2 separate regions of the Hordeum vulgare genome follow, and region 1 is linked to region 2. Evidence: chromatin contacts called from public Hi-C data. All regions are on one chromosome and are shown on one strand. Each heading gives the region's core, a stretch centred on a gene start, on an enhancer-like site or on the middle of the called end of the contact. The rest is flanking DNA. Distances are from core to core; before and after follow the strand shown.

Region 1 (5,468 bases), core at 443-2,942, 440 kb after region 2:
GGTGCTCCTCGTCAGATGTGGCGGCCTTCCAGATCTGGCCATCTCCGGCCGGTTCTGGCCCGTCGGAGGTTGTCCTGGCTGAGGGCCGCGGTGGTGTGCGATGGACAAGCTCTGGAGATCTGCGGTTGCCGGGGCAGCGGCCCCGAACTTGGTGGTGGTGGCTTTGGCCAGAGGGCGGTGCGCCTGGCCATGGTGGATCGTGGGATCCCGTGGTCAGAAGGAGGTGCCTCGACAACTGGTGGTTGGTAGGCGGCGGTCGGTGGCGGTGGATGTTCAGCACAGCTTCGGTCCTCATCGGAGCCTGCGACGGCAACGCCCATGGGTGCCGCTATCTTTCTTGGAAGCGTCGTTGTGGAGGTGTGCTGCTCCTCCCCATGGCTTGAGCTCCGGAGGGAAACCTCAGATCCGGTGGATCGGGCGATGGAGGCATCGCTGCTTCTTTTCCCTGTTGGGGGCATCGTCTCGGAGCCGGCTACGACTGGGAGACTAGTGTGGTTGCGGCATCTTCGCCAGGGTTGGCGGTGTCTTCATTGCATGGTTTGCTGAGGTGGGGCGCTGGTTTCTGTTTGGCAACGGTGATGACGTTGTGAGGAGCCCGGGTCTGGGCGTGGACTTTGGTCGTCGGTTCTTTCCGGTGCGTCTGAGGTGATCTTCCGTTAGTTGCTTGAAGTCGGAGCTGCGGTGGAGCGAGTCCAGGCGGTGACGATGACGGGCGCTCGGTGGTTGTTTGCGAAGGTCGCGGTCGGCGCAAGTCCTGCATATTTCCTTGGTGATTCTCATCGTCAAGGTCGGAGCTGTCGACTACTCGCGCGTGTGGTCATCCGATGGCATGTGTCGTCGTGGTTTTTGCAGCTGTTTGCGGGATGGCTTCGATGTTGGAGCTAGTTGGTGAAGTCGGAGTCGCCCGTTCGGGGCAACCGGTGATGACGACGACGCTCGCGGCTCCACGACGGTTGTCTTTCTTCTTTGTAGCTTCGGATCTCATGTTGGTGGCTAGGTTGACAGGTGGTGTCCATTTCATATGGGTTATGTTCTATATCGGTTTTAGCCCTATTTTTCGTTAATTAATCGGGCAATTTTCTTCTTTTTATTTAATGCAAATGACAAATCTTTTGCCTCGTTTCTAAAAATATATATATATATATATAATATGATGGTTGTGTGCATCCATGAATGCACGAGGTCATGAGGTATAACCTTCACCTTGGAAAGATAAATAAAACTATATCATTTCTAATGTTGAAAAGATTTGGCTCCGGATTCAACAAAATTTCTGCAACTGGATTTCGAATGGAGCATTAGAAATTTGTTTTATGGAAAGAGAAACTTTACACATCGTGTCGAGAGAGAATCCATAGCATAGTACCACATGATGTGTGATCTTTTGCCACCTTTTCGTAGTGGTAGATTCTAAGGCAAGCAAGAGGAGAGGGAGGGAGAGAGGGAGAGAGAGAGAAATTAGGCAAATCACTTTGGATGTGTGCATGCATTTGGCTGAGGAATCTCTCACATCCCACCACTCAAAAGGTGGAGGTGGAGGATGCAAGGAGTAGTACCATCAAAGGACATGGCCGGCATTTTCTTTTCAGTGGTGGTGGATTGGATTAGATTCCCGGTGCACGCAGTGCATGATGGGCTAAAATATGCTTCCAATTGCATTGCATGCATGGCTGAATTGGGTTCTCCTCCTCCTTTGTGGTGATGGCAACCTCTGTGTTGCATCCCTTGGTCCCTTTCTTGCTAGTGCAGATGATTCTCCTCCTGCCACATGAGACGATACGATAGATGGAGGAATGGTAGAGACTAGAGAGGCAGAGGTATATATGCATGTGCTGCAATTATTGTCACCATATTGATGTGAGCTTCCATTAGAAGCATGTCTCCAATAGGTGGATTTGTATTCCAAGCTTGATGGACACGATGAATTGGATGGACAGACATGGCGTGTGTTGCGATGTACCTTCTTGAAAATCAAGGCTTCAAGATTCTTAAAATAAGAGCAACTCCAACTGCGCTACCCAAACGGACGCGCGTTTTGTTTGCGTTTTGTTCGTTTGAGTCGGTTCGTCCATCCTTTTCTGTAAATGAATCAAAAGTGTGTCCAACGCGTCGTTCTAGTTTTTGCCCGTGCGACAGCCTTGTGGTCATTTTTTATCGAATTGATAAATATTACAAATGTCCCAGATTAATAGATGTTCAATACAAAACGTTGCATAGTTTAAAAATTATAAATATATCTCATAGTCAATACATTTAAAATAAAAGATTACCGATACATCTACGAGTTGCCGACATGAATCCATCCATTTTAAATAAGGTTGAAAACATGTCTAGTCATCTAAAAGTGACGATCAAACAAGTGATGTTTGAAGAGCGGATTTGTAGTATCGAAATAGTTTTTCCACACTAGAAAATAACCATTCTCTCGGTTGCAATTCAGCGTCGGCATGTGCCCCGGCAAGAAGCCCTTGAACTGTGGCCCCTTCATACTTATGTGGTCATGGACGACCAACACAACCGTCACCATCTCCCCATCATTAGATGAAGAATCATCTGAGTCCAAAAAAAGTTGTAGAAAAAAACTCATCATCAAAGTCCATTTGTATCTTAGGCAAAGCGTTGAACACCTTGCACGCGTTGTGGAAGACACCGGCCGGAGAGGAGCTTCCTGCCGAGAAAAAGTGGCGGAGTGGCGGAGCTTGACGGAAGGAGTCCGTGGTGCGGATTAGTGACAATGGCGGAAACAGGCGGTACGGGTGGGAGGCGACGGGGGGGGGGGGGGGGGGGGGTTGTTTTGGAGGCGAAGGAGGAAGATGCCGGTGTACGTGCCATCGATTGACGGTCCAGGAAAAGAAAAGGGCGGGATGACGAGCGTGTCCGCGACTACGCAAATGCCGTCTAAATTTAGGCTGAAAATGAATCACGGACGGACGAAAAGCGGATGCGTGTCTGTTTGGGTCGACGCATTGAATCGACTTTCTTTCCGCGACGGCCCAATCAGACACGGACGAACGAAATGGATCGTCCGTGTTCTAAAGTAGTAAATCTTTTTTTAAACGTGAAGTAGTAAATCTTTGGCGCTCGAGTTTCTTGTACCAACGCATTCAACCCCAAATCGCCGTCGATTTTGCTGAGGAAACAAACATGGAAATAGTAGCAGGTGCGAACAGATTATTTGTTGTTCTTAACGGAAGAAACGTTTTCCATAGAGATGATGGTACAGTACAGGGGCCAATAATTGACTTGTAGGAAGCAGCAATCCAGATCAGGCAGGCCCTGGAATATTCATGATCGTGGATCACAAGGGGAAAGGGAAAGGGAAAGGGATCCAAAAACCCAATCAACGAGTGGACGTACAAACGCTACCCAGCAGCTGCGCTGCGCTGCGCTGCGCTGCGCTGCAAGCAGGGCGGTGGTTGGCGCGGCAATGACAATGCCATCCCCTGGTTTCCTGGGGTCACAGGAGACGCCGCACAGCTCCTCAAACGGCCCCTCGCTGCTTCCAGGGGGCAAAGGGTAGATTCGGATCGCTATACAGACGGCCCCTCGATATTCCCTTGTGTGTTACGTAGCACAGTACAGTTGTAGATTAGTTTTTAGCTGTGGTACTACGGACTGCTATTCTCTCTCCCATCTCTTCTTGCCTGTCCTACTCCAATCCAATGAAGAAAAACATTTTTCCACCGGGAAGAGAAGCTTCCCATTGACAGCTATGGAGATTCACCTTTGCGTCTACGATCTTTTCTATCATTGTTCTTCCCTGCAAGCCACGGAATCTGATAAGGCCAGCATCGAATATGCGACTGTTTATTTTTATTTTCTCTGGCTAAGTTTTATGCGAATAAAATGGAGATCAAAATACTACATGACGGGTAAGAGACATCTCTGCCAAAGAAAAGAGAGAGTATGCATGGCCTTCATGCATACTTATCTAGAGAATTTCTCAGACAATTTATCACATTCACGCCCCACAAAAAACATTTTACCACAAAAATAATAGTACTAGTATTATTGGTTTACTTGGCTTTGGGATATGAAAACACTGAAACTTAGACAAAATCATATATGGAATAAAACTACTATAAAAAACTACTCAACTCTTATTTTGGAAAACGGGATATACTCCTACTACATCAAATCTGGAGTTGAAGTTTACTTATCAGTGGCTCCTGATTGGCCAGTAGGGCCAGTTGCCAGCGGAATCAGAACCTTAGCTAGCTGCCATGTTGGAACACCTAACCTTGGTCATATCTAAGCCAGAAAATGCCTCTTGCGCACTAATTTAATCATCCTAGCCATAACTGGCTTTTGCCCACCGTTTGGGCCACATTCCCTTGTTAACTAAACCGTAACAGGATAGATGATCTCGATGCAAGATTCCACGCTTCGATCGACAAGATAACATATAGTACAAGCATTGTAGCCTGGAATCTGGAGTATATCTCCCCAAGATTCGACAGCGAATATCTTGATGGACAAAGTCTCTCCATTTGACCAGACATGCACATTTTTTCTTTTCCTGCCTTTCTTCTTCTGACCGGTCGACCTAATATTAAACTGTGTGGGTTAATCAGACGTCCATCTCGGAATACTGGAGCTGCGGCACTAGTTAGGCTGCTCTTGTTAATCGCCAGCTCCTTAGGAGACTACACGTGTGTTTTTTCTCTTGTGCTAACATGGTAGAATATTTCGCTGCCACTTGGAAGATACGTATCTCGCGGAAATTATTGTATATATTGATGAGTCACAATATCTTTGCAGACTGTATGCATGATGTTGAAAAACCTCTCATAGTTAACAACCATGTACATTCCAGCTGATGGAAACAGTGAACAGTAAAGAAAATCATATAACAATTACTCTAGATAGGCATGTAAACAAGGAGTAATAGGATTGACATAGTTGTTTTCAAGCATGTACACAATTAAACAGTGATTCATTCCCTCATGTTTACATTTAATTTAATTTGATTAGGCCTCATCATATCCATGTACATACGTACATAGCCAACATCGATACATAGTGGGTTTTAAGGCATGTACACAAGGAACAGTGATGCATTTTCCTTTACACGTGCATGATCTGTTCAATAGTACCTAGAGGCTAAAGCTAAAAAAATGTTTGACTTAGAAAAATAGAGGTTTAACTAATGGTGGAACATGCATGCCCAAGTGGCCAAGCCCAACACACCAAAAGTCTATTGACTTTGTGCAATGTCACCAAGAAGAAACAATAGTACAGAGTAGTACTACTAGTGACCCTGGCCCTGTCCTAAAGCCTAAAGGCAAAGGCAAGGCACAGGCACGGCATCCATCCCTCCCTTGTTCGGATTTTTGTCCAAAAGGACCCCCTGTCGAGTGGTATTGTCAAAAGAGACCACATGCGAGTGCAAACGTCAAAAAAGACCCCCACTCCGGGTAGCGGCAGGCGCGCCAGGCGGCACGTGGCACCTGCCGCCACCGCACGAG
Region 2 (5,405 bases), core at 1,747-4,246:
TCGGTCTCACGTCAAGGCGGTGCCCGAGGGGCCCATAAGACACGGGGCACGCCCTAGGGGGGCGTCCCTGGCTTGTGGCCTGGTGGTGGAACCCCTCTGGTTGATTCTTTCACCAGTATTTTCTACATTTTCCAAAAATATTCTCCGTAAATTTTCAGCTCATTCCGAAAACTCTTATTTCTGCACAAAAACAAAACCACAGTAGTTCTGCTGAAAACAACATCAGTCCGGGTTAGTTCTAAATACAAATCATACCAAAATCGTATAAAATTATTATAAACATGGCATGAATACTTTATAAATTATAGATACGGTGGAGATGTATCAACTTCTGCAAAAGAACTTTTTGATGATGTGTTTCTTCTCTCAAGTCCATATGCGTCATGAGATGATTATTTTCAAGAATAACAAACATACAAGTGTCATCATTCATTGCTAATGTAGTGAACAAGAAAGACTTAAATATGCTCTAGGAATAGTGCCAACCCTATTGTTTGTTCCGTCGCAACGCATAGGTATTTAGCTAGTAGTAGGATAAAATTGTTTTTTAGTCCAAATTTAATTCCTAGAGTGACAATATAATCGGTACGAGTCCAAAATTTACCTCTAAACTGCTTGAGCATGAGGCGGAGAAGGGATTTGTACCAGCCTCAGAAGTGGAGGAGTCCGCTGCCGACGGCGGTGTCTCGCCCCGACTATTAGTGGAGGACGCCATGGCGTCTAGGTGGCGGCGGAGGAGGAGAGGCCCATGCACGAGGGGCGGAGGCGGAGGAGTCCCCAAGATGAGGGGTCTGTGGCAAAAGAGGTCCCCGACAGACGAGGGTCCGAACTAGGGTATGGCTGGGTCGTAGCAGCAAGAAGGGGACGTTATGGAGGAGGCATGCGACGACAAGGGCGAACGCAACATAGGAAAACAATCGCGACGGCGAGCGTGGCACGGGGGCGGAGGAGGGGCGCGACAACAATGAGGCATGGGGGTTGGGGGTAGGGGCGAATGAGTATGGAGATCAGATATTAAATTGCATTTTTGGAAAAGGGAAAGGTGGTTTGGGGGGAGGGGATCGAGGAGATTCCAACTTCCATAGTGGACGAGTCTAGCTGTGGCGGGCGTACTTAATTACCTGCCATAGTTATATGATGTGAACAGTGATCATTGGGCAAGGCCAACTAGTGGCTATCGGTAGGTATTAGCTGTCGGTAGGTATTGCCTGACACTGCTAGTATATGTCCTTGTGGCGGGCGTATCCTCAATCCTGCCATAGGTGAGTTATGTACAAAACATATGAGAAGTGCGCACTTGTGGCTGGCAGCACAAATGCCAACCATTGCTTTTGAACTACTTGTGACGTTATCTGTTTAACACCCGCCATTGCTAACTTTTTATTTCAAAATGAAGGCAAATGATTTGCCTCATCCATTAAAAGCACAAAGAGTTGCTCGGTTAATTGATGAAAAACCATACGAAAACCATCACAACTCGCTAAGCGGCGCACAAAAGAAACCCCCACATGCCAATCCAAAGAGGGTCTCATCAAGACAGCACAACAACGTCATCATCATCGCTTCTCCCTTAGAGGTGTCATCGCCACCCCAAACTCTGAGAAACGACGATAGATGATCGTCGAACCAACCCACAATGAAAAGGTTGTGTGGAGACACATGAAGATCCGTGCGCGACCTCACCCATTGTGAAAAGACAAACACAACTCTCACACCAACAGAGAGCTACGAAGGAGAACCAAGCAAGATTGATGTCTTGGAAGATCACTGAACGAACCACCTACAACCTGTCATCGTACATCACTAGGCCCCGCCGTCGCAACTTTAACTTGACAGCAACAAACCAGCCAAGGCCATCCCACGAACACGTCGAAGAAGTGCCGACTACCGCAACTAACGTCGCGTCTTGAACATCACTCTCTGTGGCACCATTGCCACGCCCGCGATGCACCATCAAGCGTCTCTCCCCCATCACCCCCGCTCCCTCGCCGCGCGAGCGCGACCATCGCACCCAAGCGCCCGTTGGAGTGGCCATACCGCACCGCCCAACTCGAGCGGGAGGAGAAAATGGCCATGCCGCCACCGCGTAGTGCAGGCTTTGCCTGATGACGCATGCCGACGGTGGCGAGGGGCGGTGAGGTGTGACACGCGCGACGGCTATGGTTCGCTCCTCGCCACCCGCGGGAGCGACCAAGGAGCGTTCTCGTCCGTTAATGTCGTCACTGCTAACTTTTCAAAATAGCTTTAATGACTTGTTCGATCGGCACTAATTTCTGTTCACTTATAAGTCATTATACGTCATTTTCCAGTAGTGCAGACTTATTTGGTAGCTGCTACTTCTTTCTCGCAATCCATAGCTCCACGCGAGGAGGGCACTTGAACATTGCGTGGAGTCATCATCACATAGCTGACCACAGCCAAGTTTGGATACTTGCGGCAAGACAGCATTCGCCTAGAGTAAGCTAGGAACACGGTGATTAACCATGCTGCCATGCATGTCAGCGCAGTATCATTGCTCCATGCTATGGACATTCACTAGCCGTTAGAAGACTCGGAACCCTCTGACCGCGTTCCCTTGCAAAGACATAGCATACGTGCTCCCTTTTTAAATACTCTTCGAAATTAATTGTCACATAAATATATAAAAATAAATGTATCTAAAAAAATACATCTAGGTATATTCATTCTTATGACAATTATTTTCGGGCCGAAGAAGTATAAGTTTCATAGAGAAATTCACTAAATACATAGAGCAAAATGATTGAATCTACACTCTAAAGTATATCTATATATATTCGTATGTAATTTTTTAGTGAAACATTTAGAAAAACTTATATTTGAAAATGGTGGAGGTAATTTTTTATTTTTTGAGGGATGCAAAGACATATTCATAGCATTCTTTTGCTTGCATGCTTCCTATGGACAACGCAATTACTCAAACGTCAGGTTCGGGTGGTTTGCTTCGGACCAGACTGCTCCCCGTGACTTGTTGATAGGAGCGTCTACAGGCCAGCTAGTTATGGGTTGGGCTGTTGATCGATGGTGTTAAGCCCTCGGGCTGATCAGGGGCTAGGGTGTCATCTCGTTTTCTTTTTAAATCAATGTACAAATCAGCTACGGTTTCTCATGGATTCAAAGAAGGGCTGGCCGACTGCTCTAGTGATCAATTATTTCTACTACTCCCTTCGTTTCTTTTTTACTTGAATTATAAGACTTGTTTGTAGTCAAACTACTCAAAAATTACCAACATATATTAAAAACAATCAACATCTCCAATACTAAAGTTCGGAGCTGGAGCTAATGTGACCCTGATGCACCATTTAACCATAGTATAAATTTTTCAAGCACCGATATACTAAATATTTTTCAAGCACCGATGCACTGGATAAGGATGTATTTCAGACATAAACTACGTTGATGTATAAATACAAAATGCATTTTTTTAATATAATGATAAAATAAAAAAACTTGCATGACATGAACTATATATATAGTTATTAGTGTTAAAACACTGTCCGATGCCCCACGTTTAGCAAAAACACATTCATGTAAATATATTTAAATAGGGTTTAATTCAGTACAATCTTTACAACTTGTAATTTTTTAGGGAAAATAACACATAAAATTATATACGAAGCACAATTAGAATCGAGGGAGTCATGATTGTAATCTGTAGAAGAAAAACATCTAGAAGAGAGGGAAGACAAGTAACAGGAGCCGGCTTGCCTTACTTCCTCGCAGGATGTCGTAACTGCGGGTAGCCGCGTGGCCATGTGCCGGGCGCCTGGCCGCTCGGCATCGGAACAGATCAAATCAAATGTCAATCATATCGATATAGACATGGGGTATATGTGGATCACTTGCCGGCGGCCACCGCTGCGATCGTTGGTTGTTCTCGGCTGTTCGAAAGTCGGGACAACAAAAGCCGACGAGAGGAGACGGTTTCCTAATCAATTGTTCTTTGAGCAAACCCTAATCAAGGGATGGATTTGCTATGTTCATCATATAGCCGGATCGATTGATCGTGCGTGCGTGCATAAGTGCCTACCGTGTGCAGCAAACGTTCTTGATGTGGGCTGCAACGTACATAAGTGGCAGTACACGGATCGAATGGATCAGCGTTGAGCACGAGAGCCTTCTAAAGACAGATTTCATGGGCCGTGTAGCACTTCTGCTTGCCTACCTGATGCCTTGAGCTTTATACCTGGTAATCAGTACTAAAAACGTATTTGGACCATGTAGCATGTGCCACAGGGTGGTCCTATTGGGCTCCGTCCCTGAAAGTTATATTGTAAGAAAATTAATTTCATGATGTATTCAATGATATTGAATTCGTACTATCAATGTTGATATTGTTTCAGATAAAGTTGGTCAAATTTTATAAAATTTGACTCCAAACAAATCTTATCTTACCTATTAATAAAGCAAATAATGCTTCTGTCGTACGTCATTCAAATTGCCCCTAAAGTTGGTTAAAATTATCCACCAATGCCATCTATAAGTCATAAAAGACGTTTGAAACAGGAAATTTTCGGACTGGGCCAGCCATGTAGGTCCCTCCTATATTACGCTCTAGGCATTGAAAAAAGATGCAGCGCACCTGTTTCTGCCGGCCCATGCGCGTCGCCTGTTTTTTTTAGTTTAGTTTTTAATTTACCTTTTCAGTTTCATTTTGTTTTTCTACTTTAAATAATTTAGAATTTAAAATAACTTTTCTCAATTTTAAGAAACTGAGAATTTCGAAATAAAATATTCAAAAAAACATAATTTTTTTGAGAATTCAAAAACTACTCAGGAGTTTTGAAAAATGTTTCCATAAAATAAAAAAAGTCAACGATTTTAAACAAAAGTCCGTGTAAAAATCTTAAAAACAGTTCGTGCCTCTGTTCTTAGTCTCGTTTTTTATTTTCATTTTTCTGTTCCATTCTTTAATTTAAAAAATTTAGAACTTTGAAAAACTTTTGCAATTTATAAAATTTAGAATTTTGAAATAAAAGTTTGAAGAAAACATAAAATGTTTGTTTATTCAAAAAATGCTTGGGAGTTTTGTAAAAATATTCGCATATTCAGAAAAATGTTCATAATTTTGAGAACAATGTTGGTGAAAACAATAAAATTCCATGATTTTGAAAAAAAAGATCGTGTATTATTTTTTGAGTGCAATTGAAAAAAATGTTTGCTAATTCAAAAATGTTCATGCATTTCAAGAAATGTCTTAAAATTTTAAAGGCAGAATATGATCAGCATCATTGAAGATTATAATTGTTTTTCACCCGTTGCAACGCACGGGCCCTTTTGCTGACATTGTACGCATGTCCTCCCTCACCGGCAGGAACTCCGTCCCGGTCTGCTCTATTGCGTCGCGCCAACAAAGCTCCTCGGAAATATATATATCTACTAATATA

What was found. Hi-C and Micro-C count contacts between places; a contact is called where the count stands out from the background.
Region 1: a Hi-C map of leaf shows a contact between it and region 2, with 2.6 times the contacts expected there. The contact joins two enhancer-like sites. A contact is called at or near these places in 2 of 6 Hi-C or Micro-C datasets (leaf and seedling).

What each region holds. Positions count from the first base shown.
Region 1 is chr2H:372,556,184-372,561,651 of MorexV3_pseudomolecules_assembly, forward strand. No RefSeq gene overlaps it. Among protein-coding and RNA genes, the nearest start is that of LOC123430106, 6.1 kb to the right of the region's middle. Within about 2 kb of position 1,693, at least 1 of the 3 cell types and tissues checked has open chromatin away from gene starts, as enhancers often do. A contact at or near this core is called in leaf, where this site is marked.
Region 2 is chr2H:372,113,870-372,119,274 of MorexV3_pseudomolecules_assembly, forward strand. No RefSeq gene overlaps it. Among protein-coding and RNA genes, the nearest start is that of LOC123426316, 290 kb to the right of the region's middle. Within about 2 kb of position 2,997, at least 3 of the 3 cell types and tissues checked have open chromatin away from gene starts, as enhancers often do. A contact at or near this core is called in leaf, where this site is marked.